2 separate regions of the Bos taurus genome follow, and region 2 is linked to region 1. The links are chromatin contacts, called in public Hi-C maps. All regions are on one chromosome and are shown on one strand. The core of a region is the stretch at or near the end of the contact, and the rest is flanking DNA. Distances in the headings are between cores, read along the strand shown.

The links. Hi-C and Micro-C count contacts between places; a contact is called where the count stands out from the background.
Region 2: a contact with region 1 is called in a Hi-C map of blastocyst, with 1.8 times the contacts expected there. The contact joins the enhancer-like site here to the promoter of LOC100847454 in region 1. A contact is called at or near these places in 2 of 11 Hi-C or Micro-C datasets (blastocyst and skeletal muscle).

What each region holds. Positions count from the first base shown.
Region 1 is chr7:53,349,611-53,352,769 of ARS-UCD2.0, forward strand. It overlaps LOC100847454, which reads left to right and starts at 1,642. Exons shown (of 11, transcript XR_807886.4): 1 at 1,642-1,900. It overlaps SPRY4 (sprouty RTK signaling antagonist 4), which reads right to left and starts at 1,552. Exons shown (of 2, transcript NM_001081512.1): 1 at 1,387-1,552.
Region 2 is chr7:53,383,979-53,387,103 of ARS-UCD2.0, forward strand. The region is part of intron 3 of LOC100847454; the gene reads left to right. Among named protein-coding and RNA genes, the nearest start is that of SPRY4, 34 kb to the left of the region's middle. Within about 2 kb of position 1,738, at least 58 of the 102 cell types and tissues checked have an H3K27ac peak or open chromatin away from gene starts, as enhancers often do. A contact at or near this core is called in blastocyst and skeletal muscle, where this site is marked.

The DNA.
Region 1 (3,159 bases), core at 392-2,891:
GAGCCCTAGTGGGCCACAAGGCAGCCTTCTGCCCCCTCATCCAGGCCTGGCAAAATGGATACCCATCCAGCAGCTGGTGCATGAGGCAGCCAGCATCTGTCCCCTCTGCCCACCATCCAGCCCTCCAGCCCAGTTCTCTTCTTTCCTTCATCACTCAGCCCATCTAGCCATGCAACCATTTTCCACCTCTCTTGCTTCCTCTGCCCACAACCCCCAGTCCTCAATCAAAGAGAATTGAGAAACTGGCTTCTTGCACAAGAGCAGCTACTGTCTAAATGCTTTTTGATCGTCTGCAGGGAGGGGAAACTGGGCACAGCCCTGGCCCTAGCCTTGGCCCCAGTGATGGAGCCAAGCTCCAGCTGTCCTGGCTGGCCAAACCTGCCCTTACCCGCCTTCATTGCCTCCCAAGCCTTGGCGATTCAGAATTTTCATAACGTACCGTCTCTGTCCTTCTTTCTTCTCGGTGATGTCAAGCCTGGTACCACCAAGAAGGAAGGAGGGAAGGCGGGAGACTTATCTCTCCTACGCACGCAACCTCTTCCTCCAGCTCCCACACGCCTGGCGTTATGTAAACGCACCTTCAGCCCCCACCACAGCCCCAGAGCGGCCGGGAGCCTCGGGGCCTGGCACAATTCGGTGCCAGAGTATAGGGGGACACGAGGAGGCCGAGGAGCCTTGGCCCCTGCAGAGGCCGGGGAAAGGAAGGCAACTGCAAGGCAGTTGCACAGCATAAAATGCGGCAGCAGAGCAAAGGTCAGACGGCGAGGAACCGCCTCACCAAAGAGAGAGCAGAAATGCCCAGTCCCGGGCCAGCCCTGCGCTGACCATCGAGGGGTAGGCAGAAGGAAAGAAACCTAGTCCATCACGGCTCCGAAGGGTAAACTAAAACCTACGTCGAGCATAGGCCTCTGCGGCGGGCTGGGGAGATCTACGGCAGACTGGCACCGTGGGCAGAGAGCCCAGGGTGGGCGAGCCGCCCAGGGTGAAGGCGCCCGCCGGACCCAAGAGGTGGCTCCTCACGGAGCCCAAAATCGCCTGTTCCAGCACCCGAGGTGGGTAGTGGTAGGCGGAAAGGGGCCAGGCCAGAAGCAAACTCCCGGGACACGCACGGTGCTTCTGAGTGGTAGAGTGGGAAAGCCCGGCTTGGCAATGCCCGGGGGTCGGAAACGCCGGTGCCAGGCTGTGAGCACCCCCGGCGCCTAACTGGCCCAGCCGAGGGCGTCAGGGAGCTGCGGCGCACCGCAGCTGCTCCAGGAGGCGCAGGGAGAGGGAAAGAACATTGAGGCGCGTATAGAAATAGCGCAGCATCTGCCCCAGCCCGAGGGGGAGTCGCGTTGCGACTCAGAGAAGGGTAGCTTCACATCCCGAAACCGGTCGAGGACTTACTTTGAGGAGCCGCAGAGTCACAAGCATTGCTCCACGTCTGTGTAAACCCCCGAACCCGAGCGGATCGGACGCCGCTATCCTCGCAGACGCCGGCCGGAGGAACCGGCTCGGCTCCCTGCGCTCTGCAGCGCCAGCTCCGCGCTGTCAGCTTCTCTCACTGCCTCCGCGGCGATGTTGCAACCACTGCCTGGGAAAATGGCTTTTTTATGAATGGGAGGGAAGGGAGCTCCAGTGCGCACGCGCGCCGCTCGCGATTCTATGAATGGGTGGGCACAAGAGACCCCGCGCGCGCATGCGCCGCGTTCCTTTTTTTATGAATGGGGGGCCGGAAAAGGACTTAACCCGTGATTGCTGGGGTTGGCTCTCGCTCCTCCAGGGGCCGTCGCTCTTTTACAAAGAGGGGTGGAGGTTGTTGTTGCTTTTTTTTTTTTTCCTTTATGAATGGAGGGCGGCGGCGACTGCTGCAGCTGGTTCAGCTGCGCGGGCTGTACCCCCTCCCAGCCTGCGAGAGGAGGTAAAGGCTACCTTCACGCCACTGCGGACCTGGGTTGGAACCGTCCGTGTTGCTGGGGGCGGGGTGGTGGTGGGGAAACACTGCGACCTCAGGATCCTGGGCTAAGAGCTGGGTGGGGGAGGACACACCTAGATCCAGGGATTTCTACCCGCCGCAGTCAGAGGGCGGGGAACGGGAGGACCCCTGCTAGGGGCCTTCTCTTTCTCTAGAGTAGGGGCGTCGGGGGGGAAGGGTCTTGAAGCTGTGTTTACCAAAAATTTTAAGAAAATGTCAAAGGTCCATATCAAAGAAGGGCGGAGTTGGGGGTTACTGAGTGAATCTGGTTCCCTTCCTGAGGCTGAGTCTCCCTTGAATAAGTGCAGAGCACCCCTCCCCCACCTCTTGGGTGTGGACAGGACTGGGCCGAGCCTTTTCCGGCCCTAGTACCCCCCGGAGTGGACTGGCTACTCAGCTAGAGATCTGGCTCTCGCCTGACAGCGCCCCACTTCCTCCCACCCCAGTGTAATGTCCGCAGTGCTCCGGCGTCCGCCCGTCCTCTGCTGCCCCGGCTAGTGCTCCCCTCCACTCCCGCGTGTTTCGCAACCCTCACGGGACGCAGGCCTAAAGGCCACAGCCTTTGCTGCTGTAGGCGCCTCTCTCCAACCGCCCTGACTAGTGCCCCGCGGGAGAAGCAGGAGCGGTGCAGAACTGGCCAGGTGGATGGGTGGAGCCGTCTGCGCCAAAGATGCTGCTGGGGTGGCCGCGGGATTAAATAACAACAGGGCTCTTGAGCCGCAGAGGAAATGGAAATGGCCGGGATCTTTTCTTTGCAGTTAATGATGGGGCGGGTGGGGCGAGGGGGGGAGGTGGGAAGAGCCTCAGCCTCGGCGGGTGAAAAGAAAAGCCCCCGCCATTAGGCCCGACTCCGGGAAGGCGGGGAGCCCTCGCAGCAGGCCCAGCTCCGCCCAGGAACGGAGGAGGCTGTAGCCTCCGGGGAGTACGGGGTAGGGGGTGGCTTTGATGCAGGGATAAGGCTGGGCTAGGGCCTGAATCCCCCTGAAAGGTTTATCTTGGTGGTGTTTTCGCTTCACCGGGAGGTGGTGAGGCTGACTTTTTCTTCCTACGCCACCATAGGACTGCGCTTGGCAGTTGTCAGTGGAGCATATGCAAAGCTCCAGACCAGAGGTTTGGCCTTGGGCTGGAGCTGGGACCCAGGGGATCGGCAGAGGGAGAGACATTTTACAAACCCAGACCAGAGCCCAAGGTCACCGAGTCTAGGC
Region 2 (3,125 bases), core at 488-2,987, 34 kb after region 1:
CTCACTGATGGGAGTGATTATACCCTGAGTCCAAACAAGATCACTGGCTTCTAACCTAGGCTGCACACTAAACTCACCTGAAAGTGAAAGTGTTAGCCTCTCAGTGGTGTCCTACTCTTTTCGACCCATAGATTGTAGCCCATCAGGCTCCTCTGCCTGTGGGATTCTCCAGACAAGAATACTGGAGCGGGTAGCCATTCCCTTCTCCAGAGGATCTTCCTAACCCAGGGACTGAATCCCTGTCTCCTGCGTTGCAGGCAGGCCCAGCCAGGCTCCATTAGCAGTGATTCTGATTCTGCTGGTCTGCGGTGGAACGGGACAGGACAATGGAAGGTTTTTTGAAAATCTCTCTGGGAATTCTAATTTGTACCAAGGTTGAGAACTACTGATTCTAGTTTCGTGATCTCATTTTCCAGATGAGGCCTGGAGTGGGGAAAGACTTGCCCAGGTTATACAGCCTGACCACAAGGACCCAGGTCTCTCTTATCCTGGGTGCCAACCTCCAAGACTTGTCCTCATGAAGGAAATCTGTTCTTTGGGTGCCCTTCAAGTGAAAGTGGAAGTCACTCAGCTCTGTCCAACTCTTTGCAGCCGGATAGACTATACAGTTCATGGAATTCTCCAGGCCAGAATACTAGAGTGGGTTGCCTTTCCCTTCTCCAGGGGATCTTCCCAACCCAGGTCTCCTGCATTGCAGGCGTGTTCTTTACCAGCTGAGCCACTAAGAAAGCCCTTCAGGTGCTGCCCCAACTTTCAGTCTCTTTCCTGAGAATGCTATATAGACCTCTCAACTAACTTAACAGGAACGGTGATTTTTCCCCCTTCTGGTCCCAGTCAGATTGTCCCCTGCTCAGAGAGTTCTCCAGACCAGAAGCTGCTCTTCTACAAAATATGACCCTTTAATCATAGCACTTAAGAATAAGTGAAATAATCCTGTTCATTCGTTTGTTCATTCATTCAAGAATCTAAGCCCCTTGGGGGCAGGGACTGATTCTGTCTTGTTCCTGCTGTACGGGGCCTAGAATGGTGACCAGCCCTCATTAAATGACTGAATGAAGGAAATCTCAGGAGGGCAGTTGAATATATTTTATTTTTCTGTTCTAGCCATCTGATTCTCATTACTCCTACAGCTTGGGAAGCCTCTCTGTTTTGGCGTTTTATAAACCTTCTGTGCATACGTCGATATTTTAACCATAAATCCAGAGTTTAGGGGTGGAAAAATTCAAGGCCAGGGGATTGGAGGAGAGGGATAAAAACTACCCGGAGGTCCGAGGCTGGGACTGCGCTGCCCCAGGGTTGGGGTGGGGAAGGGAAGAGAAACGTCGGCGGGGGTTGGGGGGGGGTCCCCTTCTGCCCGCTGGGTGTCCCCTTGGCGGGACATAGCCCCGGGCTGCGACATCAGAGGGGTGCTCCGCTGCCGCCTTTACCTCCGTCCTAGGATGGGGACGGGAGGTGGGAGGATGCCCCAGAGGAGGGGACACTGCCCGGGTCGCGGCCCGAGGGACCGCCTGGCGCAGCAGCCCCCGCATTCCGGCAGCGCGCGCCCCGGGAGGTGGCGCCTTAGGGAGGCTGTAATTTTTTTTTTTTTTTGGAGCCACAGGGGAGGGGGGAGGGGAGCCCAGTGTGTGTCCCTTTAAGAGCCGGAGCGCTGCCCCCGCCTCGCAGGCGCCCAGAGCCTCACAAAAGAACAGGATGTTGTTGATTTGTCACCAAACCACAGAGAGGAAATGATTGTAAATTTCCTTTAAACATCCCCACCGCGCTCCAGCCGCCCCCGCTTCCGCCTCCGTCGCCCCCGCCCGGCCGGGCGCAGCGGGGCCTCGGCGCTCCCGCGGGGCGTCCTCTCCACGGCCTCCCCGGCCAGGCCACAAGCCCCGGCCGGCTCCGGGGCGCCTGCGGGAAGAGCCCCCGCCCCGCGCCCCCCTCGCGTTCCAGTTGCTTTCTTCTGATTATTTTTTCAGCAGCTGCCACAGAAAGGGCCTCAGCTTGTGTGCAGCCTCGCGCGCCACCCTTGCCTCCTCGCCCTTTTCCTCCTTGAACGGATGACACCCGCACCTGCACCGCGGGCCCTGTCCAGGAAGAACCTGAGCATGACCCCGCGTTGAGCCTCTGGATTCCCTACAGTCGCAGTGATCATTAGTTCCAGAGTCGCGGGGGTGGGTGGGGGGCGCACTGAGGCCCAGGGAGGTTACCGGATAGCTGAATGGTCACCAGCTCCTGGAACCATCTGGGGACTCTTTGAGCACCTACCTAGGAAGTTTAATTCACCCTGAGCTTATGTCTGTAACCCCACGGCTTCACTGCCACCAGAACATGTTAGAAGTCTCAGATCTTCAATTGTGGCCGTTTCCATTGGTAAGTCCAGTGTAACAGGTGGTTAAGACCAGGTTGTTTCAAGAGGCGCATCCACCACCGTTTCCAACAGGACAGCCCCGCACCCTTCCAGGAGCTGCTAGGGTCTTGGTTAATTACACCTGTGATTTTATCCATTCTTACCTTTCCCGACCCCTCCCCACATGTCTTGGTATGATTTCTGGAAGCCTCTGGTGCAGTTCCAGTTTGCTCCCAAGCTGGGCCCGTGGTGGAGCACTCCAGTCTGGGCTGTGGTCTAGGGGAAGGTTGCCTTTGTTGCACACAGTGTTCTTTTGGAGCAATTAATGTTTGTGATTCCGGCACTGGCTTAAATATTCAGAGCAGCAGCTAACGTCCCAGGCGTGATGTGCAGCGGATTTTCTCATTTCATCTTTCCAATATTATCTTGAGGTTGGCATTTCTATGGTCTTTATGTGCATGAGGAAACTGAGGTTCATAGAGGCTGAGGAACATGACCAACTCACACAAGAGTAAGGTGCGAGTGACCGGATCATTTAGTCCTCACTCTGGTTACTGGTGGTGTCCCTCTTTGTTTGGTGCTTTAAATCTGATTGAGGGGACTAGTAGTAAAAGGATGCGGGGATTTTTGTTGTGTCTTTTGTCACCCCAGCCTCCAGGGAGCTCTCAATCAGGTCCCACTTTCTGGGGAAAAAAAAAAAAAAACCTGAGTGGCTGACACCCTCAGGCTGGAATCTGCCTTTTTGGGACTGTACCCTCAGATCTTGGAGAAGGAGGGGGCCTGTTGTGGAGTC